Regions from separate parts of the Mus musculus genome. Here all the other regions are linked to region 1. Evidence: chromatin contacts called from public ChIA-PET and promoter capture Hi-C data. All regions are on one chromosome and are shown on one strand. The core of a region is the stretch at or near the end of the contact, and the rest is flanking DNA. Distances in the headings are between cores, read along the strand shown.

Evidence for each region. Promoter capture Hi-C pulls out the DNA fragments that hold promoters and counts their contacts. ChIA-PET counts read pairs in DNA pulled down with a chosen protein or histone mark. Capture Hi-C pulls out chosen DNA fragments and counts their contacts.
Region 2: an RNA polymerase II ChIA-PET map of memory CD8 T cells shows a contact between it and region 1, with 30 read pairs. The contact joins the promoter of Srgn here to the promoter of Dna2 in region 1. A contact is called at or near these places in 1 of 39 promoter capture datasets (cranial neural crest), 3 of 115 datasets of contacts at active chromatin or transcription factors (astrocytes, effector CD8 T cells and memory CD8 T cells) and 1 of 9 other capture datasets (macrophages).
Region 3: a contact with region 1 is called in a promoter capture Hi-C map of liver. The contact joins the promoter of Dnajc12 here to the promoter of Dna2 in region 1. A contact is called at or near these places in 11 of 39 promoter capture datasets (the 3T3-L1 cell line, the C10 cell line, the HPC-7 cell line and 6 more), 1 of 484 Hi-C or Micro-C datasets (embryonic stem cells), 7 of 115 datasets of contacts at active chromatin or transcription factors (embryonic stem cells, large pre-B cells, pro-B cells and 3 more) and 3 of 9 other capture datasets (adipose tissue, liver and pancreatic islet).
Region 4: a promoter capture Hi-C map of liver shows a contact between it and region 1, with 2.9 times the contacts expected there. The contact joins the promoter of Sirt1 here to the promoter of Dna2 in region 1. A contact is called at or near these places in 10 of 39 promoter capture datasets (the C10 cell line, cranial neural crest, frontonasal cranial neural crest and 6 more), 1 of 484 Hi-C or Micro-C datasets (embryonic stem cells), 3 of 115 datasets of contacts at active chromatin or transcription factors (effector CD8 T cells, large pre-B cells and memory CD8 T cells) and 2 of 9 other capture datasets (adipose tissue and liver).
Region 5: a contact with region 1 is called in an RNA polymerase II ChIA-PET map of memory CD8 T cells, with 15 read pairs. The contact joins the promoter of Kifbp here to the promoter of Dna2 in region 1. A contact is called at or near these places in 10 of 39 promoter capture datasets (the 3T3-L1 cell line, cranial neural crest, embryonic stem cells and 6 more), 4 of 115 datasets of contacts at active chromatin or transcription factors (the NIH/3T3 cell line, astrocytes, memory CD8 T cells and 1 more) and 2 of 9 other capture datasets (adipose tissue and pancreatic islet).
Region 6: a promoter capture Hi-C map of liver shows a contact between it and region 1, with 2.7 times the contacts expected there. The contact joins the promoter of Ddx21 here to the promoter of Dna2 in region 1. A contact is called at or near these places in 5 of 39 promoter capture datasets (the 3T3-L1 cell line, cranial neural crest, liver and 2 more), 1 of 484 Hi-C or Micro-C datasets (erythroblasts), 3 of 115 datasets of contacts at active chromatin or transcription factors (astrocytes, embryonic limb bud and microglia) and 1 of 9 other capture datasets (adipose tissue).
Region 7: a promoter capture Hi-C map of adipose tissue shows a contact between it and region 1. The contact joins the promoter of Ddx50 here to the promoter of Dna2 in region 1. A contact is called at or near these places in 2 of 39 promoter capture datasets (cranial neural crest and liver), 3 of 115 datasets of contacts at active chromatin or transcription factors (astrocytes, embryonic hindbrain and memory CD8 T cells) and 3 of 9 other capture datasets (adipose tissue, macrophages and pancreatic islet).

Annotation. Positions count from the first base shown.
Region 1 is chr10:62,945,425-62,948,775 of GRCm38.p6, forward strand. Dna2 (DNA replication helicase/nuclease 2) reads left to right here and starts at 1,605. Exons shown (of 21, transcript NM_177372.3): 1 at 1,605-1,745. The coding sequence starts at 1,669. Slc25a16 (solute carrier family 25 (mitochondrial carrier, Graves disease autoantigen), member 16) reads left to right here. Exons shown (of 9, transcript NM_175194.2): 9 at 1-1,070.
Region 2 is chr10:62,505,939-62,509,289 of GRCm38.p6, forward strand. Srgn (serglycin) reads right to left here and starts at 1,819. Exons shown (of 3, transcript NM_011157.3): 1 at 1,704-1,819. The coding sequence starts at 1,776. Gm51804 (a long non-coding RNA gene) reads left to right here and starts at 1,866. Exons shown (of 3, transcript XR_003949006.1): 1 at 1,866-2,016; 2 at 2,136-2,349.
Region 3 is chr10:63,385,043-63,388,393 of GRCm38.p6, forward strand. Dnajc12 (DnaJ heat shock protein family (Hsp40) member C12) reads left to right here and starts at 1,521. Exons shown (of 5, transcript NM_013888.3): 1 at 1,521-1,733. The coding sequence starts at 1,656.
Region 4 is chr10:63,337,497-63,340,847 of GRCm38.p6, forward strand. Sirt1 (sirtuin 1) reads right to left here and starts at 1,539. Exons shown (of 9, transcript NM_019812.3): 1 at 1,069-1,539. The coding sequence starts at 1,474. RefSeq lists a promoter at 1,475-2,103.
Region 5 is chr10:62,576,602-62,579,952 of GRCm38.p6, forward strand. Kifbp (kinesin family binding protein) reads right to left here and starts at 1,856. Exons shown (of 7, transcript NM_028197.2): 1 at 1,363-1,856. The coding sequence starts at 1,776.
Region 6 is chr10:62,600,424-62,603,774 of GRCm38.p6, forward strand. It overlaps Ddx21 (DExD box helicase 21), which reads right to left and starts at 1,875. Exons shown (of 15, transcript NM_019553.2): 1 at 1,705-1,875. The coding sequence starts at 1,791.
Region 7 is chr10:62,649,541-62,652,891 of GRCm38.p6, forward strand. Ddx50 (DExD box helicase 50) reads right to left here and starts at 1,678. Exons shown (of 15, transcript NM_053183.3): 1 at 1,485-1,678. The coding sequence starts at 1,571.

The DNA.
Region 1 (3,351 bases), core at 355-2,854:
CAAAGTAGTGTTCTTATTATGTTTCTTCTCAGAATTCTCTCCAGTGGGTAAAAAGACACCTTTCCGTCTAGTGGTTTGAGAAGCACTTCCTTCCTTGCGCTCTTTCTTTCTAACTCTCTTTGGGGATTGAGTCCAGGACGTTGTACATGGCAGGCATGATGAGATCCCATCAGAAAGTCAGCTGTACACTGAGGTATATCCCCAGTTGTCCTTCCTTCTCAATAAAATTACTGTTGTATTTGAAAGGAGATTGTCAACAAATGAAGAAAGTCCCAGGTCTTGTTCAAATGCTATTACCATGAACTTTGATTATCATGCCACTGCGTTTCCCAGAGGCAGTTATGATAAAGATTAAATATCTTTGCCCTTAAAAGGAGAGTAGCATTGTAGATGCTTGTCTAAAATAACTTGGTATGTACTAGGAAATGTAAATGGACCATCAATTTAGATGAAGCAATGTTTCTGAGGTATTATGTCAAGATATAAGTTCTTCCATGTAATGTAATTTTAGTGTGTCATAGTCCGAAGCGTAAATATAAACCACATTTTGATTGTTACATTTTAAAAAGGTTGTTTAGAATATAAGAATTCTGATCATTGTGTTTAGAACACTTTTTGTTGTAAGCATGACCCATGGAGTAGAAGCATCAAGCCTTCTCTAGAGGTAGTTATTTGTAGAACTGATGTGATTTTTAAAACATTAAAATTAAGCTGCAAATGTTATTTCTGCATTTTTTCATGTATATAAATATTTCTTGTCACATCTTGGAAAAAATTGGATGAATTAGTTTCATTTTTATAATCTTTACTTTAAAAATAAAAATGTATCATGTGATTTGTAAATGTACCAGGAGTGGGGATAAGTCTGTTTATAAAACTCTTTTGTATATTTTAATTTCTGGACTACATTGTAGCTAATTATTCCATTCAATCTTAAGGTAATTTAAATCTATAAAATAAATATCGCAATTATATTATCAATAAAGAGAACTGAAGATATTTTCTAAAATAAGAAATTGCCTTCTATGTCTGTTATAGAATCCATATGATATTAAAAGTAATTTTTTATCCTTGTTTTGATGGCTTGGTTTTTTTTGTTTGTTTGTTTGTTTTTTTGAGACAGGGTTTCTCTGTGTAGCCCTGGCTGTCCTGGAACTCACTCTGTAGACCAAGGCTGGCCTCGAACTCAGAAATCCGCCTGCCTCTGCCTCTGAAGTGTTTGGATTAAAGGCGCGCGCCACCACGCCCGGCTTAGATTTACTTTTTAAAAAATTTATTTTGTTTGTGTGTGTGTTTGTGAGTACTATGCACTATGTGCATGAGGATGCCTTTCCAGGCCAGAGGGTGGGAGGCATCAGATCCCTGCAACAAGACAGGTTCGTAGTGGAAATTCAGCTGCATCTCCCGCTCTCCTGCTCTGAAAAGCCCGAGACGGGGGATTGCTATGAGACGCGTGCAGTTGCGCGGCAGCCCAGCAGGTTCATGCAGGCATCCGGTCCTGGAGTGGAGACGGCGGAAAAGCGCCTCCGGTCCGGCGCTGTGCTTCCCGGCGCGGAGAGCGCGGGAGCCGCTGGCGCGCGGGGCGCCTGCTGCGCATGCGCAGCGAGCTGGCGCTTCTCTAGCGCCGCGAGTTACGGCTGCCCGCTCTCCCGGCGGGCTTCGGCAGGAATGGAGCCGCTGGACGAGCTGGACCTGCTGCTGCTGGAAGAGGACGGCGGAGCGGAGGCCGTGCCGCGGGTGGAGCTGTGAGCCTGCGGGAGGGCGGCGGGCGCGAGCGGGACCTGCGCGGTTTTCCCGGGTGTTAGCTGGAGGGTGATCGTCGGCCAGTCTTAATTGGGACCTGAGCTTGCTGGTGTAGCCCGCTGCTTTTTCACACGTCAGCCCACCCCTGTCATTGATACTTTGGATTTGATTTTGTCTTATTTGCATGTGCGGAAGACCCGCTTGTGGCGGTCGGAGGAGCACCCGTGCTAGTTATTTTCTTTCACGTGGGACGTCGGGGTCAAACTCCGGGCTGAAGGCTTGCCAGGAATCGCCTTTAGTCAGACGACCCAGTGTTCGTTCGTTCTTTCTTTCTTTCTTTCTTTCTTTCTTTCTTTCTTTCTTTCTTTCTTTCTCTCTCTCTCTCTCTCTCTCTCTCTCTCTCTCTCTCTCTCTCTCTCTCTTTCTTTCTCTTTTTTGGTTTTTTGAGACAGGGTTTCTCTGTGTAGCCCTGGCTGTCCTTGAACTCACTTTGTAGACCAGGCTGGCCTCGAACTCAGAAATCCGCCGGCCTCTGCCTCCGGAGTGCTGGGATCAAAGGCGTGCGCCACCACGCCCGGCTTTTATTTATTTTTAAATTTACTTAAGTGTACATATGCAAGTGCCTGAGTTTAGAGGCATCTCCTGGCGCTCGTGCCATCCCTTCAATATATCTTTTAAGAGCTCCTGGAGGTGTTACACCCGGTATACAGTAGGTCCAAGCCCTCTAATGCCATAAAGATTAGTATGATTGGCAGCTCCTGGCAGCAATTGCAGTGAACCTTTCATGCTGCTTCCCGCGTCCCTCTTTTTTCCTTCAAGCAGTAGTTGGGCGGACCAGGTACAGCAAGCAGGTGCTGTGCCACTGAACATTGTCATGCCCAGCACAGCAGGTGCTATGCCACTGAACTTTGGCATGCCCAGTATATCAGTTATCTGGAAAATGGACAGGACTAGCTCTCTTTAGTTGTACTTCCTAATTGCTTTCGACTGTGGTAGAAGCCCTTTTTGGTATTTTCCAGTTTTTGAGGTAGCCCAGGCTAGCCTCGAGCTGAGATGTGTAGCCAGCCCAGGACGGCTTTGACCTTCTGATCTCTGATCCTCTTTTTTTCCACTTCCCAAGTGTTTGTTTTGTTGCTGTTGTTTTATACAGGGTCTCATTTTGTAGACCAGGCTAACCTTGTGTGGTTAGGAGGTAGGAGTGGGCCCTGGAGGCCCAAGAAAAAGCCACACAGGCTGATTAATGTCTAGTCCAGGTATTGGTGAGAGTTGGCCAAACTGGTGGGCATTCTCCTGTTTGTAGACTGACCCTAACCCGTACCCCTCCCCAGTTCTAACCATTACTGCCTTCTAGTTTGAATACTGATCAGAATATATGTAACCATGTATCAAGTACAAAGGCAGAAACTTACAAAATTACCGTCTTGTGCTTTCAGGAGCTATGGTAGCCACCCTCTAGAGAGAGTCTGCTTCCTTACTTAAAGCAGCTTGGGTGTCTGGCTCTTTGTGTTTGATCTCTTGCAACACTTGACTTTGTGGTAGTTCCCCTGCCCCAGCCTCCCTAGCCATGGGAGTGGTTCATCGTGTCCAGCTTCCCTTATTGCTCATATA
Region 2 (3,351 bases), core at 569-3,068, 440 kb before region 1:
CCTCTGCACCTTGAGTGCCTTAGAAGCCACCCAGCCCGACTCCTTCCTAATTTCTGGCTCGTGATGAAATAGACAAGGTTTTGTTTTTAGTCTAGTTTGATGTTTCTGGGAACTTTTGCAACTGAAAGGCTTACATGCACGCCTCTGGTAGAGAGACACCCAGAGCCAGGTGTCACAAATGCGGAATTCACAGCTGTCCATCTTGCCAGAGCACGTGGCTACCGGGGACTATTTCATGAAGCCAAAGGTTTTTCCCTGAAAGATCCGCATGAACTTGAATTCTGAGTCAAAGGGAAAAGTGTGGCTCTAGCTGTGTAGCAGAGCCCCGGACATGCATGAGGCCCTGGGTGTAGGCGCCAATATCACAAAGCTACATAAATAGAAGTGAGCCTTAGCAAGGTCACTTCCTGTTTTCCGATGACGACGTTAGCATAGCCCCATGAAAATAAGTTTCTAAACTTCCACTATGCAAGGAATTTCTGAAGTAACCTGTGAGATGTCATTTCGACCGGAAGTAAGAACGCTACAGCTAGGAGTCACTTCGAAGAAACTCCAGGACACGTATGTCGCTGTGACTCAACATTTCCTTTATGTTTTTCAACCATAAACTCGGCAACTTATTTATCAGGCCATGACCTTCTGCCTCATTTAGACATAGTTCCCTAAATATTAAGGCGAATAAAGTGTGCTTCTTTGTAGTTGTTGTTTGTTTGTTTGTTCTACAAACATTCCATCTTCTTAGAAAAAGTTTGAGGTTGAGTCAGCATGACTGAACAGCTGTAAAAGACAGTCAAATTTACAGACAGGTTTTCAAACGAAAACCTGTTTTCTGGACGAGAGCACAAATGCTAACACTCCTCAGGCTGTTTCTAAAATATTGTTTTAGAGTTAGCATTTTGCCTAGCCAAAATTGAATGTTTGGTAAGAGCCGAGCTTAAGAAGAAAGTAAAAATAGCTACATTTACCCCAATTAAAAAAAAAAAAAAAAAAAAAGCCGGGCAGTGGTGGCGCACACCTTTAATCCCAGCACTTGGGAAACAGAGGCAGGTGGATTTCGGAGTTCGAGGCCAGCCTGGTCTACAGAGTGAGTTCCAGGACAGCCAGGGCTACACAGAGAAACCCTGTCTCAGAAAATCACACACACACAAAAGCCTCTTTCATTGTTAAAATAACAGCGCCATCAGATTCCGTTCTTTGGAACCCAGCATGGAGACATACACCTGTTATCCCAGCACTCGGGAAGTAGAAGTTCCAGGTCCTCTTCAGCTGTATAGCAAGTTGAAGACCATCTTACGCTACATGAGACCTTATATCAAAATGGAGTTCATGCAGACAACTCAGTGATAGGATGCTATTCTAGAAAATTCCATGATGCCACCATCTCAGTAGATCAGTTGGGTAATTTTCCATTTATTTCTTGAATGCTTTAAATGAATAAACCACACATCTTTACCCAAAAAAATAAGAACACTTTTCAGTCATCCTGACAGGTTTTAAGGCCACCACTTACCTTAGAGTTTAATTAATTATTATTATTTTTTAGACCAAACTCAAGTAAACTCACACGAGGTTGTTGAGGCACCTGAAATCCTTCCTTACCTCCCCTCCCACAATAGGACACCCTGCACCTTCAGATGAAGACAATTACTTGTGCATATGCTGATGCCTTCAGAGCAGAGAATTAAAGATCCTGGGTCTCTTACCTTGCACTGAAGATCCCCAAACCAGGACGAAGGCGAGAGCCAGGACAAGCCTGCTGCCGACGGGAACCTGCATCCTGACCAGCTCGGCTCCACTCAGCCTCTGGATTAGCAAATGTAGCAGGGTGCTCTTTCTGTCCCTTTTAGAAAGAGGTTCCAAAACCTCAGACCCTGCCCAAGAACACACGTCACAGTTTCCTGAACAAATAGAAAGAGATCCACATCAACACCCAGAAAGAAGAAGAAAGTTGAAAAAAACAACAACTGTTCATACCCATGATGAAACTCCACCGGACTCCCCCTAGGCGTTTGCTGTGTGGTTATTATTTTTTCTTTTTCCAAAAAGCTCTGCCATCTGTCATTTGCATGTTTAAAAAAAAAGTTTTCCCCATCAAAAAGTCGAATCAGCACTTTCTTCCCCCTCCCTTCCTTCAGGTAACAATCTAAACAGACAGGAGGACTCAGCTGTTCCAGAACTGAGCTCGGCTCATCCACAGCGCACATCAAAGAGAAGCTGGGCGCGCACAGAGTCAGGCACAAGCAGGGAACATTCCGAGCCGAGCTGGGTTCTCAGCCCCCAGGATGAGCGGTCTCCGTTAACGTCCAGAGTCTGCTAGAATTCCTGGCTTTCCCTCTAGCTCACAAACAGGTGAGGAATATATATATATATAAAATCAGCTGCTCCCCAGGGATTGAGACCATGCATGTTTGCATCTTTTTTTCCTGTTTTTTTTTGTTTGTTTGTTTGTTTACTTCGAAAAAAAATTTTTCTTTCTGGTCTTGAGTAAGGCAAAAATCAGGAACAAGGAGGGCAGGTCCCCCCCTCAGAGGGCCGTGGAATGTGAAAACAGAGACACAGATGCTGCCGTTCATAAAGGACTAGCCGTTCCCTGGCCTCGAAGATTGCGGGGCTTTGGGGGTGCGGGTGCGGGAATGGCCACTCTGTGCTAGCCTCACAGTAAGGGTGGTTTTACGCTGTATCTGTAGCGAGACAGCTTTCTCTGCCTTTGCTCTGAGGGCTCAACCATTCTCCACTTCAGGGTGTCCGTTCCTCGGCTGCTCAGATGCCTGCCCCTTGGCCATCCTTTGATGGGTGGGAGGAGTTTCCTTCCCCTTGTTCTGGGCTTCCTGCTGATTCCTTAAGGTTTCCTGATAAGGACAGACTTTAGAATCTCATAGCTCAGGAGCCCTGATAGAGAAAATGAAGCCCTCCTTAGAAACTTCTCCTCAGAAGCCCCCTCAGAGCCTGGAAACCCTCAACTGTAGCAACCGAGGCGCACAGAGACCCAGCGCACACCGTGTGGAGTTTTAGTATCTGTTGGGATTTCTCTCCTCTGCCTTTGGTCCCTTTTCATGATAAGCTTCAATTAAAGCCCTGATAACAAAACGAAAGATCATGTTAACAGCTTCAGGAAGTTTCTCACGACACCTTCAAGGCAATTAGAAGTAGAGATGGATAATTTAGTCACCTTCACACAACCTACAATCACGTGGGAAGGGAGTCTCAGGGACGGAGATAGCCCGGATCAGGATGGCTATGGACAGGCCTAAGGGGGATTGTCTTGGTTATTTGGTGTGGGAAGATCCAGCCCATAGTAGGCAGCGTGATGCCCTCCCTGGTTTAGGGATCCGGATGGCAGCAAGCTGAGAG
Region 3 (3,351 bases), core at 271-2,770, 440 kb after region 1:
CCTCTCTCCTCCCCTTCTCTCCCCTCTCTCCCTTCCCTTCTCCTCCCTTCCCCTCTTCCCCTCCCCTTCCCTTTCTCCTTTCCCTAGGGCCTGGCTGGTGGCAGTCAAAAATGCTGGCCACCGGGCTACATCTACAACCGCCCCAAATTACATGCTATTTTAGACACTTGGAAAAGTATCTTTCTAATTGACCAAATCTTAAAAACTTGCTTCACATTTTCTTCTGTCTCTTAAAAAAATAGGTTAAAAAAAAAACTATCCAAGTAACAGAGGTACAATAAATTAGTAACAGTTTTACACTAAATTGTCAAAACTGACTTCCGATTAGCTAATAGGAAAAAAAAAAATCACCATGTCAATACTCAAACTCCACCGAGGCACATAGGACCTCACAGAGACTGTGAGAGCACACACAGGCCTGTCCGTGTTCAAGCCAGATGAGGTCCCAGCACTGAGAGGGGAAGTAGAGATGGCCTCCCATCCCTAACCAACAAGCCATCTTCAGTTGATATCATCAAGGAAAAAGTAGTTCTCTGTAGCGGGGTCTCACTGGGTATATTAGGCACACTTAAGGGTGGGCTCCGTGCCCAGCAGGAAACGGGTAACACAGAACAAACTCAATGGTATTTTTTAAAAAAGATTTATTTATTTATTATATGTAAGTACACTGTAGCTGTATTCAGACACACCAGAAGAGGGCATCAGATCTCATTATGGATGGTTATGAGCCACCATGTGGTTGCTGACAATGGTATTTTTTAAAGCCTTTTTGTTTTATATTGCATAAAAAAAAATTACTGGCCTTCTGCTGGTATGTTATGGTTTCCCAGTTTGTGTTTTTAATTTTTTTTAAAGATTAATTCATTCATTTTATATATGTGAGTACACTGTAGCTGTCTTCAGACACATCAGAAGAGGGAGGGCATCAGATCCCATTACAGATGGTTGTGAGCCACCATGTGGTTGCTGGGAATTGAACTCAGGACCTTTGGAAGAGTAGTCAGTGCTCTTAACCGCTGAGCCATGTCTCCAGCCCGTGTTTTTAATTTTATAGATTTTGTTTGCATGTGTTTCTTCCATTATTTTTCTCTAAATTCTTTTATTTTAGTTTTTAAAATTTGTTTTCTAACGAGAGAAGGGGGAAAAAAAAAGGCGAGATGTTGGGTGAGTGAAGGAGAGGGGAGGATCTGGGAGGAGTTGGGACCGGGGAACCATAATCAGAATATATATTGTATGAAACAAATTTTTTCAATGAAAGCAAAAAGTAAAGAGCAAACCAAACCAAACCAAAACAACATCAACGACAAACAATAGCATCACCAGCAGCAGCAGCAGCAGCAGCAGCAGCAGCAGCAGCAGCAGCAGCAGCAGCAGCAGCAACAACAACAACAACAACAACAACAACAACAACAAAACACAACAGCAACAAAAAACCCAACAGCAACAACAAACCCCAAACTACAGATCCCAGCAGCCCCGCATGGCAGGCTCGATCCTGGGCAAACAGCCAATGAGAAGCTGTGTTTGCAAAGGGCTGGCTTGACGTCTGGGTGCTCGCTGGTTTGGAAAGTCCTGCTGAAATGTAAAGAGCTTTGCTGTCGCCCCGGAGCTCACAGTGTCGGTGGCGTCGGAGAGGACTGACTCATCCGCTGTAAATGGACGCGATACTGAACTACAGGCCGGAGGGCAGCGAGGACTACTACGCCTTGCTGGGATGCGATGAGCTCTCCTCGGTAAGCAGGGTTGCAGGTTCTCACCAGGTCGCCTTTGAGATCAGCCACGTCTCCTGGAACTCCAACCTCGTACCATTTGGAAGGAGTTTCGGCTCGGAGAAAGTGAAGGATTAAAATGCTTGCTGGTTAATTTGAGGAAAGGACTCCGAACTTCAAAGTATTAGCTGGGAGAGGGACCACATACAGTTTTTATTTATTTAGAGCAGCGGTTCTCAACCTGTGGGTTGCTACGGACTTGGGGTCGCATATCAGATATCCTGCACATCAAATATTTTTAATTACAATTCATAAACGCAGCAAAATTACAGTTATGAAGTAGCAACGAAATAATTTTATGGTTGGGGGTTACCGCAACGTGAGGAACTGTACTAAAGAGTCGCAGCATTAGGAAGGTTGAGAGCCACTGCCTAAGTAAAGGCTGCGATTTAGAGCTCAGGAGGCGGGGCCCCCTGTCTGTAGTCTCCTCGTTCAGAGAAAGTCTCATGGATTTTATAGTACCATTATAACCTCAAATGGTATTAAATACCATTATAATTTCAAATCAAATCAAGTTAGATGTCATATCTGGTGGGAGATTTTTCTTTTAAAGAAAGTAATGCTTCCCTTAGACATCATATACTTGAGACAAATGTGTTATTCTTTTTTTTTTCGAGACAGGGTTTGTCTGTATAGCCCTGGCTGTTCTGGAACTCACTTTATAGACCAGGCTGGCCTCGAACTCAGGAATCCGCCTGCCTCTGCCTCCCGAGTGCTGGGATTAAAGGCGTGAGCCACCACGCCCAGCCAAATGTGTTATTCTTTTAAAGACTTATTATTTTTGTTTTATGTGCATGCATGCATGCCTGTATGTATATATGTATGTGCATTTGGGTTCTATTTGGCTGAGTAGGGATACTTACTCTGTCATATAGCCTGCATTACTTTTTTGTTTGTTTTGTTTTGTTTTTGTTTTTGAGACAGAGTTGGCTTGGAACTCACCATCTCAGCATGTAGATCAAGTTGGCCATGGTTCACAGACATAACTTGCCTCTGCCTCATAGGTGATGGGATTAAAGGCATGTGCCACCATGCTTAGCCACAAAGCCAATTTTTTTTTAAACATCGATAGTTATAATTAGTTTAAAGAAATATCCTACTACACATACATTTTTATTTAAAAATTATGTTTTATTCGTTGAACCTTTGTATGTTGGGTTGGACCAGATCTTTGGTTCAAGAGTCACTTAAGACACCAAGATGGATGACCTGTGTACTGTAATTCTAAGGGCCGATCCCCCAAATAAAACAAACAAAACCAACCCCCCAAAACTATGCTTACTGCAGTCCCTTTTGCATGACAGTTCCTTAGTTCTTACTCTGAATTAAGCCTTGCTTTGGCTTCATTGAGGCTATGGTAGTCTGTTTCTCTAGATAAGCCACACACTGTGGAGCTAAATTCTTGTCTCATTTCAGATTTTCTCCGTAGACAAGTTTTTAGTATTAGAATTCTGGGTCAAAGACTAGAGATAGAGGTTTTTCATATATATACATATATATGTATATATACACACATATATGTTTTTCCACACATATATGGAAAAATATGTGTATATGTACATGTATATATGTACATTATATG
Region 4 (3,351 bases), core at 289-2,788, 390 kb after region 1:
CTAAATATCACTGAGATAAAAATCAATCCCTGGCTGTGTTCTCACTGCCCCAACCAGAGAAAGTCTCTTTCCGTAGCCCTTTCAAGTAGCAATCTACCTGCTTCAGCCACTGGGTGTTAGTAAATGTATGATTTAAAGAACACGAAGCATACTTTATGCGACTTGTTTCCCCTTTAATACCTGACATCAAGGGTCATTTCCTATTTCAGTCCCTAACACGTTTTGTTGTTTTTTAATTCATGGCACCATTATACGAGCCACAAACATCTACAAGGGCACTGACAGACTCTGATAAATTCTGTACAAAGCTTTTCAGGAAGACGATAAGTGGCATTATTACAAAAACAAAACAAAAAAGTAACCCAAACGTTTGGCGTCAATAGGGCAAAACCAAGCAGGTTTGTTTCAGGTTTGTTAATCTAAAAATGTTGCGAGCATGATTTTGAAAGGAAAAGAAAACTTACGAAAGTACAGTACAACTATAACTCCTCTATATCGAAGTGATAAATGCAATCGCAGAAAAGCAACATTTTTAGGAATAGCCATTTCCTTACATTTTTTAGACTGTGTCTCAAGAAATAGCTTTGGTGTATTAAAATTTCTAACTTCAAAAAAAGACATAGGTCTATCCAAAAAAGAAAAAAAAAAAAAAAAGCAACACAGGTGTCAGTTTGCAAAACGAAATCGCATGTCGATCCACGGGACAGCCCCAAAGTCGCAAAGCAAAGTGTGCAGTGAGGAAAACTATAACTTCACTAAAGGCGCATCGGGAGGGAAACCAAACCGAGGGAGGGAAAACTTCACTCTAACGCCAAACTGCGAGAACCGCGGTCCCGGCGACTGCGCGCAGCAGCGCAAGGCGGCCCAGGCGAGCGGCGAGTCCGCGCGCGGCTCCGCAGCAGGGCCGGCGAGCTCGGCGGCGCGCGGCCGAGCCAGGGCCGAGCTGCGCCGCTGCCGCCGCCGCCGCCGCGGAGCCCGCGGAGCTCTCGGGGCCCTGGGCAACCTGGGACCGGGTCACAGGCGGGGACGCGGAGGGACGCGGCTGCGCGGCAGCGCGCGCGGACTCACCTCGGTAGCCGATCGCTGCCGCCGCCGCTGCCGCCGCCGCCTCGTCCTCCTCCTCGCCCTCGTCGTCGTCGAAGTCGTCAGCCGCCCTCGGCTCCCGCCGCAGGCCGGACCCATTGTCTCCGTCCCCGGCCACGGCCGTCGCCGGGGCCTCCCGCTCCGCGCTCGCCGCCGCCCCTGCCGCCTCCCGCCACAGCGCCGCCGGGGCCGCGGCGCTCGCCGCCTCACACCCCGCGGCCGCCGGCGCCACTGCTGCGCTCGGCTCGCCCGGGCTGCGCCCGAGGCCAGGCCCGTCTCGGCGGGGCCTCTTGCGGAGCGGCTCGTCCGCCGGCTGCGACGCGGCCTCCATGGCGGCCGCCGCGGAAGGGGAGCCGGCGGCCTGAAGGGCGAGCGCCACCTCGTCCGCCATCTTCCAACTGCCTCTCTGGCCCTCCGCCCTCGCCTCCTCTGCTCCGCTCGACGCGCGGCACTGGCGCCCCCGCGGCTCGGCTGCGGGAGATTTAAACCCCGTCACGTGACCCGCCCCTCCCCGCCCCCGCGCCTCTCCCGCCACCCACGCGGGCCGGACCACAACACGCCGGGTCACGTGGCCGGGCGCCGCCCGCGGCCTGGGCCCTTCCCGGCCCCACCCAGGGCGGCTCGGCTCCCCTCAGCGGCCTCTGGCGCCTCCCGCCCGCCCGACCCGTTCGCTCGCTCGCTCGCTCGCTCGCTTGCTCGTCCGGGATCGCCGCGGTGGTTCAAGTTTGCGATGGCGCCGCCACTTCCCACCTGGGCCTCACGCGTGCACCTTGCCTGCCTGCGCCTCTTCGCCTCAAGTCGGCTTTTACCTCAGGGGCTCTGGAGAGCCCAACCTGGCCGACGCCGGCCTTCCTGAGGAGAACTCCTCCACCTGCCTTGCCCTTGCTCTGTGACAGCTCTTCCTCAGGTTACCCCTGTGGTCTCTCCTCAGGAAGTTTGCGCTCTCTCCCAATCTCCCTTCTCAAGTGCAATGGAATGCCCAAGCCAGCCCTCGGGGCCTGTTGCCCTCCTGGAAAGATCTGGCGATTGAGGACCCGCCCTATCTGCTCTCTGGACCCACCAGGTCCTCTGTACCTCGCTTTAGTCTTTGGTAAAATTCATCTCTTGGGGCAGCAAGAGAGAGGACAGAAGGGAGAGTGGTTGGTTCTCCACAAACTTCTGTGTTAAGAGTCAGATTGGGCCTGGGCTCTTGTGACTTGGGCGATTGACTGAACCTTTTCTAAGCCCAGTTTTTAATCATCTCTAAAATGACAGGGCCAGGACCGAAAGAGACTGTAGCTCAGTTGTAAAGTCACGCTTGCCAGACAACCCCGAAGCCCTAGAGAGAGGGAGGAAGGAGGGTAAGTTGAAGGTAATCTCCAACTACTTAGGAAGTTCAAAAAAGGCCTGGAATACATAAGACCTCGTCTCAAAAACGAAATTTAAAACGATAGACCATGAGAAATCAGCTAGTCAGGTTTAAAGTAAATGACATTAGTTTTAAAATCCTAGGCAGTTGATGGTGGCACAGGCCTTTAATCCCAGCAAGCTGGAGGAGACAGGAGGAGGTTCACTAGGACAGCCAAGGCTACACAAAGAAACCCTGTCTCGAAAAAATAATCTTACTTCTAGAATTGTAGAAATGGCTCTGTAGTTAACAGCACTTGTTGCTCCTGCAGAGGCCCTAGGTTTGACTCCCATCATCCACATGACAGCTCATACCTTCAGATCTGACACCTGCTTTTGGTAAACACAGACATGTATGGAGCCAAAAGACCCAAACACATAAAAATCCTCTTTGTTGTTGTTTTATGAGTTAGGGTTTCTCTGTGTAGCCCTGGCTGTCCAGGAACTCTGTAGATCAGGCTGTCCTTGAACTCAGAGGCCACCTGCCTCTGCTTCTTGAACTGCTGGGATTAAAGATGTACACCAGCAAGCCCAGCATAAAAATACATATTTAAATAATTTTTTAAATAATCCTTAGTTCCTTCACAACTCTAAGCCCCTTCACTTTCTAGTTACCATGAAATTCTGAGCACCTGTATCCATTTGGATCATTAGGGCTCAATTGCACATGGTTCAATTACAGTGGGGTTTCCCCAGATTTTAGAGTTAGAGGCAGCAGGATCAGAAAATTAAATCCATTTGCACTAGGTAATAAATTTGATCCCACCCTATCTCAAAAACAAAACACTAGCCACACGTGGCAGCACACACCTTTTACAACAGGACTCAGGAGCCTGGCATGATGGGACAGACCTTTACTCCCTGCACTTGAGGCAGATGCAG
Region 5 (3,351 bases), core at 606-3,105, 370 kb before region 1:
TCCCTGTGTAGCCCTGGCTGTCCTGAAAGTCACGATGTAGACCAGCCTGGCCTCAAACTCAGAAATCCTCCTGCCTCAATTTCTGGGATTAAAGGCGTGCACCACCATCACACTGAAGTGTTGCTTGAACTGAACCCCTTACTAATGTCTTTAGCTCCCAAACAAACATGGAAAATATCCCTATCTGTGCCACCTGCTGGAGCTGTGAGCAAAAGGGACAGGCAGTGCCTGTTAGTATTTGGCTTTTAATTTTATTGAGCCATCATAAAAGAATATGGCATACCATTTTCTTCTAAGTTTTGAGACTTTCCTGAAAGGCCTACCTACCCAACAATCAAGCTTAGTAAATATTCCCTGGTACACATATCTGGACTGGAGGATGAAACCATCTATAACCCTAAGAAAGTAACCTGGCACAACAGAGTCCGACATTATCTGTCTTTTTTCCCCCATAGTGTGGAGATGAAACCTGGAGCACTAGGTAAATGCTGTACCACTGAGCTACACCCAAGGGCCTGGAAAACTCTACCCACTATTTGAATTTTGAAATGTTATGTTCTCCAGAGCAGAAAGTCGCACTTGCTGCTTATAAAAATGTAAAGGATGGAAGGTGAGATCAGTTTGGACCAGATAGAGTTAGTCCAAACAAGAGTTCCGATAACCTCAGCAGGGAGGCTGAGGTGGGGGGATCATGGGTTAAAGGCAGCCTGGGCTACAAGACTCTGAAAGGAAAAGGGGGAGGGGGTCCTAGCACTCAGGAGGTGAAGACAGTCGAAGTTAAGCATTGCAGACACAAATGGATGTCTAAACACAAACAAAAAATAAAAAGTTATTAAAAGGTTGTCGAGACAGTTTAAGGAAAAGGTACGAATTCCTTGCTGAGCAAACAAGATGAATGTGGTAAAGAATAAAGTTTTAAGATTTTGGCCATTAACAACAACAACATTTAAGATTGGATCATTCTTGCGATCCCTTGTCCTGTTCATTCCATTCGAATCCCGTTGGATTATTTCTTCACAGAATGAAACTAAGCTTGTCATTGGGTTGGGAGGCGCTGATTCGGACGCTTAGGTTTTCTGCCCAGGATTACGGAAAGTAGCAAGTGAGGCTGGAGTAGGCGGCGAGAACTCAGAGGGAGTTGGTAGGCAGATGGAGGGTAGGTGTTATGACAAATTAAAAGGGACTAAACTTCGCTATGAAACCCAGGCTAGCCAAGAACCCAAAGCAATCCTCCTGCCGCAGCCTCCCTAGTACTGGAATTTCAGGCCGGGTGTTGTGCAATGCTGGGGACTGAACCAACTGAGAGACGTGCGCAGCCAGGAGGAGCGTTTTGGATGCAGAACTCCCGCCTCAGCATCTCACCTGCGCCTGGATGTAGAGAGACACACAGCCGAGCGACAGGCGGTAGGGGCGCAGCAACGACAGGCACCTGACCAGATGCTCCTCGCCGGCAGACAGTTCCTCCGTGTCGATGTGGTTCACACCAAGGTGGAACTCGACCACCGCGAGGCGCAGCGCCCGCTGCGCTCCGGGGCCCTCAGCCTCCCGGGGCTCACCCGCGCCCAAGGCCTGGTCGCCCGGCCCATCGTCAGCAGCCGGCTCGTCCTCGTCCTCGGGCGCCGGGCCCAGCAGCGCGCGCACCTCCTCCAACAGCGCGCGCGCGCCGTACTTGGACTTGTACGGCTCCTTCTCCGGGTTCTTGTGCAGCTCCACCCGCGACAGGGCCAGCGCTGCCTGGAACTTCTCGCGGATCTCTGGCCCCGGAGCGTTCGCCATCGCGGCCTGAGCTGACGGCCGCCTCCCCGTCCGTGGACCAGCAGCCACTGGAGGCCTCCGCGTTGCGACACTTCATTTACGACGTGTCGTGACTGTGGAGCGCCGACCAATGAAGTCGGTAGAGGGGAGCGCTAGACGCTCGGCAGCAGCCAATGGGAGGATGTTCTGGTCGCCACAACAGCCGTCGTCAAGGAAACGAAGCTGTCAGGGAATACAGAGCCTTCCGCTGCTACCCTTGAGCAGTATGGCTTCTCCTGCTTCATCCCAAAATGTAGTTTATACAAAAATGTTCAGAATCAGAATGATTCTTAGGGGTAAGGTACTAGCCTATCGTAAAGTCAATCCCTAGCTTAAATGAAATTTAACACTAACATCTTTCGATAACTGCTCAAGTTCATAGGCAAGAATCTTTCACCACTAATGTATTACGCTATCACAGTTAAAAATTATAGTTGTAGGAAACTACAACCCAGGTACCCAGGTCTCAGGGATCAAATTCAGATCCTCAGGCTCAGCCTCCGCAGCCTTTACTTACTAGAGCCACCTCACACCACCACCGCCCAGTCCCTGAAAATTCTATAAAGGCTCTGAGCTAGGCATGGTGCCAATTATCTGCAGGCTGACACAGGGGCCAGTGTTGATATGTATTGTAATGCTAAATTCTGTAGCCTATGATTAAATTCTCATGCTTACCAGCTTTTGTTGTACAAACTTTATTCCTTAATTTAAAACTTAATTTGGTTAAATAAAAATGGCTACAGCTAGCCGGGCGTGGTGGCGCACGCCTTTAATCCCAGCACTCGGGAGGCAGAGGCAGGCGGATTTCTGAGTTCGAGGCCAGCCTGGTCTACAAAGTGAGCTCCAGGACAGCCAGGGCTATACAGAGAAACCCTGTCTCGAAAAACCAAAAAAAAAAAAAAAAAAAAAAAATGGCTACAGCTGCCGGGCGTGGTGGCACACGCTTTTAATCCCAGCACTGGGGAGGCAGAAGCAGGCGGATTTCTGAGTACAAGGCTAGCCTGGTCTACAAAGTTCAGGACAGCCAGGGCTACACAGAAATCCTGTCTCGAAATAACAAAAACAAACAACAAAGGCTACAGCTAATAACTGCAGGGATCAGAGGTAGGTGGGTTTCCTTGTTGAGCATTGGAGAGAGTAGAACAAGAGCCAGGAGAGATGGACCATGAGCACACGGCAGGAGAAACAGCAATTACTTGGGGGAACACTGCTGGGAAAGAAGCCAGGTCAGCAGTTGGAAAAATAGATTAGAGATTATCCCCCAGTAATTGTCAAAGCCAAATAAAATAACCATAGTGTGAGTCTCACTTATTTGTAAGCTGGTCAGGGATAAGCTCAGAATTGGTTGTGCTACAAGTCTACATAGTTCCAAGACAGCCAGAGATACACAGTGAGATCTGTCTTGAAAACATTTATTAAATGTAAAATTATTTTAAGTCTTAAAATGTATGTACATACATATTGAAAGGTAAACATAGGATGTTAGGGGAAGAGAGCAATTCACAAAACTTGAATGGATGATTCAAGAAATGAACCTGTAGAAAATGGCCCACTGAA
Region 6 (3,351 bases), core at 625-3,124, 340 kb before region 1:
TCTACAGAGCAAGTTCCAGAATAGCCAGGGCTATAGAGAAACTGTCTGTGGGGGCTGGTGAGATGGCTCAGTGGGTAAGAGCACCCGACTGCACCCGAAGGTCCAGAGTTCAAATCCCAGCAACCACATGGTGGCTCACAACCATCTGTAACAAGATCTGACTCCCTCTTCTGGTGTGTCTGAAGAGAGCTACAGTGTACTTACTATAATAATAAATAAAATCTTTAAAAAAAAAAAAAGATTAAAAAAAAAGAAAAACTGTCTGTGGGTGGAGGGTAGGGTGAGTGAGAGTGGGGAAAATAAGTGATAAAGGCACCCACCCAACATTGACCTCAAACTTCTGTAACCCCAGGGGCAAGCATACCCATCCATCCATACATACATACATACACACACACACAGTATCAGTGAGCAAGCACTGTCCAAAAGGTAACTATGAAGGAAGGAAAGAAAGAAAAGAAAGAGAGAGAGAGAGAGAGCGAGCAAGCAAACTTTGGGTGTCCTCATAACAGCAACAACAGGTTTCTTTTCCCTCCAAAATTTCTATATGGTAAAACACTCAAGAAATGTGTACTTCAATGTGGATTCTCGTAGACACTATATGAAACAAAACTACCAAAAAAATTCATATATCATTTGCGTCTGTGAAACTTTATTTGGACTTTATTTAAATGTGCAACTTTTCATATGGAAAATTTGTACCGATTATTAGCCACCTACTAGATAGACTCTAGTAGTGTTCCAGGCAGTAAAGACTAAATCATAATGGACTAAATTCTCAAATCATGGCCTAAGGTAGCGATTCTCAACTTTTCAAATAGTTCATATTGTAGTGACCCCCAACCAGAAAATTATCCCGTTGTTACTTTAATTTTTGCTACCGTTATGAATCATAATATAAACATCTGCAGATTATCTGTCAGGCTGAGAACCGCTGGGCTAAGGGCTAGAGCTACAGTGGGACAGCACCTGCCAACACGTGAGCTGCCCAAGGTTTGGTCCTGGTACCACAAAAACCATCTTAAAAATACTGTATCGTGGACAATCTCTCCGCCCCATGAACATGTTATCTACTACATATATGAAAAACAGTAAGTCGAGTTCGGAATATAAACGCGTAGCTAGGTCCCTCCCTCCTGACTTCAGCATCAGGCAGCTGAACACGCGGATGTGAACGCTGTGCGCCCAGTGATTTCCACCTAATTCAAATACTACTGCTGCTCCTTTAAAAGGCTCCTACCTTCAAAGTCAACAGAGACAGCAAAAAAAAAACTCAATTAAGTCGTACAACATAGGAGTTCCGGGATAATTTCCGAACCCTCCTACTTTGATAGATACTGTCACAAGTTTAATATTTTTATGCAAGGAATTAAGAAGAGACAAGGCGATTTAACAGTGCTCACACAGATCCTTCTATATAATAGGGTGATCACTTAGCCAACCACGTTTTCTGTTTTGGGTTTTCTTTTTTTTTTCTTTTCTTTTCTTTTTTAAAGAGGGAACTGTGTCTGTGTGTCACAGCAGATGCCGACCATGTGCGCAAGTTTCAGACTTTGCCGTCTTCGGCTCTGGTCCGCACTGTGACGCGATCGGCAATCCCTTCCGCACTCCCAAGCCTGACCAGCCGACACGGCGTGTCAGAGGGCCGGCCACGAGCTCCCGGCCCGGCCCAGTTCGGGGACACCCCCCTCCCCCCAGGCTCACCTTCTCGCTTGGCTTCGGCAGCGTCTCCATGCTCTCCTCGGCCCCGTCTGAGCCCAACTTGGCCCCACTGCGGAGTTTTCCCGGCATTATTCAGCAGCAGCTTCTCAGGCCTACCGGCTTCCTCAACCGCGTGCTAGGAGAGAGGGCGACAGAGAAAGCGGACCGCCCCTCAGCCGGGCCTATTCGTCACTTCCGCAGCGGAGTGCATCCGGCGGAAGTAGCGTGTACCGGCAAGGCTGCGGTTCGCGCGGCTTTGGGTGAGACCCGTGTGTGCGGCGTGGAGGTGCTCTGCGCGGTCTAACGACAGCGGGATCGCCACGGCTAGACTTGGAGAACGGCCTTGAATCTTACCCTGCTGCCTCCGCTTGCCGAGTCTGGGATTACCAGCTGGCAACATTTTCCCATGAAAAGCTGCGATGTGTACGCTACCTGTGGAAAACGGCTGGGTGGTGACAGATAAACCCAGGTGCTTTGGTGAGCACCGGAATTCAGGGACCGGCGAGATACCACAGTTCTGGTGACCTGAATTTGTGATCCCTGGAAAACAGAACCAGCTGTGCAGTTTTATCGTGCACGCGCTCAGTGGCACCCAGGACACGCATATGCGTGCTGCACAATATGAACAATTTAAAAGAACCAGAATAGGCAGGGCATATGGGGTGCACGCCGCTAATCTCAGCACCCAGGAGCCAGAGGTAGATGGATCTCTATCGAGTCCAGCGTGGTGCACATAGTTCAAGGCTAGCCCGACACATGATGAGATTGTCTCAACAGCTCTCTCCCCGACCCCAAGTAACAACAAAAAATACCCACAATTCACAAGTCTGGCCCTTTATTCATGTGTGCACTTTATAAACTTCCGGGTATTCTTGTATGACGGACAGGGTTCGTTTTTTTGTGTTTTGTTTTTCGAGACAGGGTTTCTCTGTGTAGCCCTGGCTATCCTGGAACTCACTTTGTAGATCAGGCTGGCCTCGAACTCAGAAATCCGCCTGCCTCTGCTTCCAGAGTGGACAGACAGGATTCTAATAACATCCAAGCCCTGCTTGTCCTCAAGCACTACAGACCAAAGTTTCTCAAGGGGGTCGACACTCCGTTGGGGTTCAACGACCCTTTTACCAGTGGTCATATATCAAATATTTACATTAAGATTCAATAGCAAAATTACAGTTTTGAAGTAGCAATTTTTTTTTTCAGAGCTGAGGACTGAACCCAGAGCCTTGCGCTTGCTAGGCAAACGCTCTACAGCTGAGCTAAATCCTCAACAACTAAAATTAATTCATTTTATGGTTGGGGATCACCACAACGTAAGAGGCATTAAAGGGCTACAGCATTAGGAAGACTGAGAACCACTGTTATAGACTAATGTAAGAGATGGACAGTTATCACTGGGTTTGAGGGCACACTCAGCCCCTTGACAGGGCCTTGAGACTAGGAATGGATTCCCAAAGATGCCTAAGTTGGAGAGTTTACTACTACCATTGGATAAGGGAAAGAGGCCAATTGAATGATCAGTGACAATGCTCGTTTTGAGTCAGGCTTTCACTGTACACCCGTGACTGCCCTTGAACTCAGAGATCTGCCTATGCTGGGATTAAATATTTGCACGACCACACTGGTAATACGTTTTAGAACTTCTTCTGAAGA
Region 7 (3,351 bases), core at 428-2,927, 300 kb before region 1:
GTAGAACAAGCCTTCGAAGGCAAATGAGGTAATGTTTTTATCTCATACTATACAAGTATGGTTAGAAAGAAACATTACCTAGACCATGTCAGAAGCAGGATTTAGGTATGCAAGGTTATTCAAGACAAACTAAATTAAATATAAAACTAAAATAACGGCTTGAGGTTACATTTATAGTCTACCCTAGAAGCCTACAGTAGTAAAATTCAAAGGGGCAAAGAGCTTTGGCTTGGGAAGATGAAAAGGTTCTAGAGATCACGGTGGTCGTGACAGCACAATTCTATTATAATGACATCAAGTCACACGCTTAAAATGGTATAAAAAAAATAAACCTTGAGCCATGGTCGAATTTAAACCCCAGCACTGAAAAATGGAACTCTCAAATGTAAATTCCAAATTTAGTACGTTCTACAAAAACAGAAAAACGAGAGTTGGGAATAGAGCTCAACGCTGGGCATTTGTCGGGCATAGTGGTGGCCTCACTTCAATGCCCACTGGGAAGGTGACATAAAAGGGTGGCTAGAATTTAAAATTTACCTTCGTGGTAGGTCCTAGGGGGTGTTTCCTCATCTCTAGCACTCTACAGAGTAAATATTTTATCAAGTGTCATCTTTCCCACAGTCATTTTCATCCTCATTCAGCTTTCTTTCTCCAGGTCAAATGTCTCCAGTAAAAATTTTACCTCTGCATTTTTTCTTAACACCATAAGATCCTCTATTTTTCGGGTTCTTTCTTTCTTTCTTTCTTTCTTTCTTTCTTTCTTTCTTTCTTAATGTCTTGGACGGAGGTGGGGATAGAACCTCTACAGGCTCCTGGTGGGCAGGGACTATTCTGCATACTTAATTAGTTTTATCTCCTCGGTCCTCAGCTAAGAGTCTGGCACGATTAGCCTCAATAAAAACCACAGTGGATTGAAAATACTGACAGTAAGGGCTATTCGTAATACAACCCCCACGAACTCCATCACAGCCAACCCCTGGCAAGCCTGGCTTTGACACTGTTCCTTAAGCCTCTATTACCCAATCATGGAGGATTGTAACCCCCTAGGATAGCTTTTCCCGAGACTGCTGCAGACACGACACCGCGACCGGGAGGCAACACATAGGCAAAGCCATCATCATCTCTGTCTCAACTCTTCGAAGGCCCCGGAAAACCAAATGAAGGGACTCGCCGCCTAAGAAAGGGAACACGAGCAGATTCCACGGCGATGGGAGCTCAAGTCTGCCCATCTCTCGGGAGAGATCCGGGCGCAGAGGCCGACGTGGGGCTGAAGTACCACGGAAGCCGGGCCGTTCTCCTCCAGGTCCGGGAGTGCGGCGATGGGGAATGGTCCCTGGGACCTCGGAGGGCTGAGCTCGGCGAAGGGGAAGCTGTCCCTCGGAAACTCGCCCCCGGTCCTGACAGGTCTTTCCCCTTCCTAGACAGCTCCCCTCCCCGCCCAGGCCAGCGCAGCCCGAGGGAGGCGCGGCCCAGCCGCAGCACACCTTTTGCCGCTCCTTCCTCTGGCTCTCGGACTCTTCCAAGGGTGCCTCGAGCTCCATTATGTCTCCCCAGAGGAGTTTCCCGGGCATTACTGGCCGTCGCAACCTCCCGCCCGGCTGCGGTGGCCGCGACCACCTACGGCCACCGAGAGCGTGAAAGGAAGCGGGGGCTGGGCGGCCCCGCCGGCCAGGACCGTGCGTCACTTCCGGGCCACGCACCTCGCGGCGGGAGCAAAGCAAGCCGGAACTCTACAGGAGGAAACTCTCCCAGAGAGTCGCAGCCTCCCTCGGCCAATGAAAACCTGAGTGGCCCCGATGGGCCCGCCCACGGTCTGAAGTGACAGGCTTCTCCAGAGCACGGGCCAATCTCCAGGAAGGACGCTCGCCTCCCCTGGCGCGGCACGCAGAATTCCAAGTGTTCCCCTCCCCCCGCTCGGAACGCCTCCCTTCCCAGCATGCCCTGCAACGCTCGCGCAGCCCCCTCGCAGGCGGCGGGGAGCGAGGGGCTGACGCGCGACGCAGCGGCTCGTGGGCAAGCACGAGCTGAGGCCGGCGGGAGCGCCACGCGCCGTACAGCCATTCGCCGCCGGAAACTGCAGCCCTCCGCCCCGCCCCCGCCCCGCCCCGCCCCCCGCAGTGGGTGGAGCGTTAGCCTGTAACGGTACCTGGGCATTGACGTCGAGGCTTCCCGGGGTCAGCAGAATCTGCAGGGGTCTGAAGCCGAGGGGCCGCCTCAAGGATATTAGCTCCTTATGCAGGCGTTAAGTTATGGCTTCACTTTTAGTTCTCACGTATCCCAGAAGAAACCAAACCCACCCGAGAAGCGAATTTATTTGTCCAAACTCAGTAGCGCTTGTAAGACTTGAAAAGTGATCGGAATCCGCGATGGGCACAGCGCTCTCACAGCTGTAATTTCCCAGAGTTGCAAGGCGAATGCTCGCTCCTATGAAACAGAATAGGGAAAAATCTAAAGGATAAGAAAAGCAAGTCCAATGTGTCTGACAGATGACCTGCTTGTAATACGTACATTTAATCTTAAGGTTCAGGATTAACTGCCTCTGAGGTACAAATTTATATGAAAGATATCAGTGTCAGCGAATTGACTTCTTGGTCTTTATGTATATTCACAAAGATTGGGCTCGATCCCCTGTACCTCACAGACCAGGCAAGCCTACTACCAATTGAACAACAATCCCAGTCCTCAAACCTTGTTTATCATGTTCTCTTTATTCAGTCAATCAGCTATTACATTCCTGAGGGAAGATGACACCAAACCTAGATGTAGGTACAGGGCATTCTTGCAAACTACATAATGTCTAGTGTAGCAGTCTTGTAATCTGAGCCTCAAACACAGGCCTTAAAAAAATTACAGCTACACGTCCTGAGTTCTATGATTAGACTTAAATAACCGGGACCACAATATTTTAAATTTGTGATAGCTTCCAGAATTCTATGAAAATAAGGACTGGCTTAACATCAATGACTTTGTCTGAATGTAGTCTTATGGATTCAGTTTTATAACACCAGGTGTGTTCAAGGAATGATGGTGAAAAAGGCTTTTCCCACAAGTTGGATGAATAGTTATGGGTCTCTACATCTAAATCTTTACAAATCTAAATCTCAATAGCTTTTCTAAATTCTTTTTCCTCTTAGCTACACCCAGTTCTACAGCAATACACTATGCCCCTACAACGGAATATGCTATGCATAGGAACAGTTAATAAGGTGAAGAATGCCACACACATGGGTATAAAGGGAGCAGATGCTGTCTTGTGGCTGAAAATCACTCAAATGAAGTGCATTTTTACCTTCTTAGGATCCTATTTTTGGCATTTTTTTTCTCATACCAAACCTCACAGCAAACCTGAAA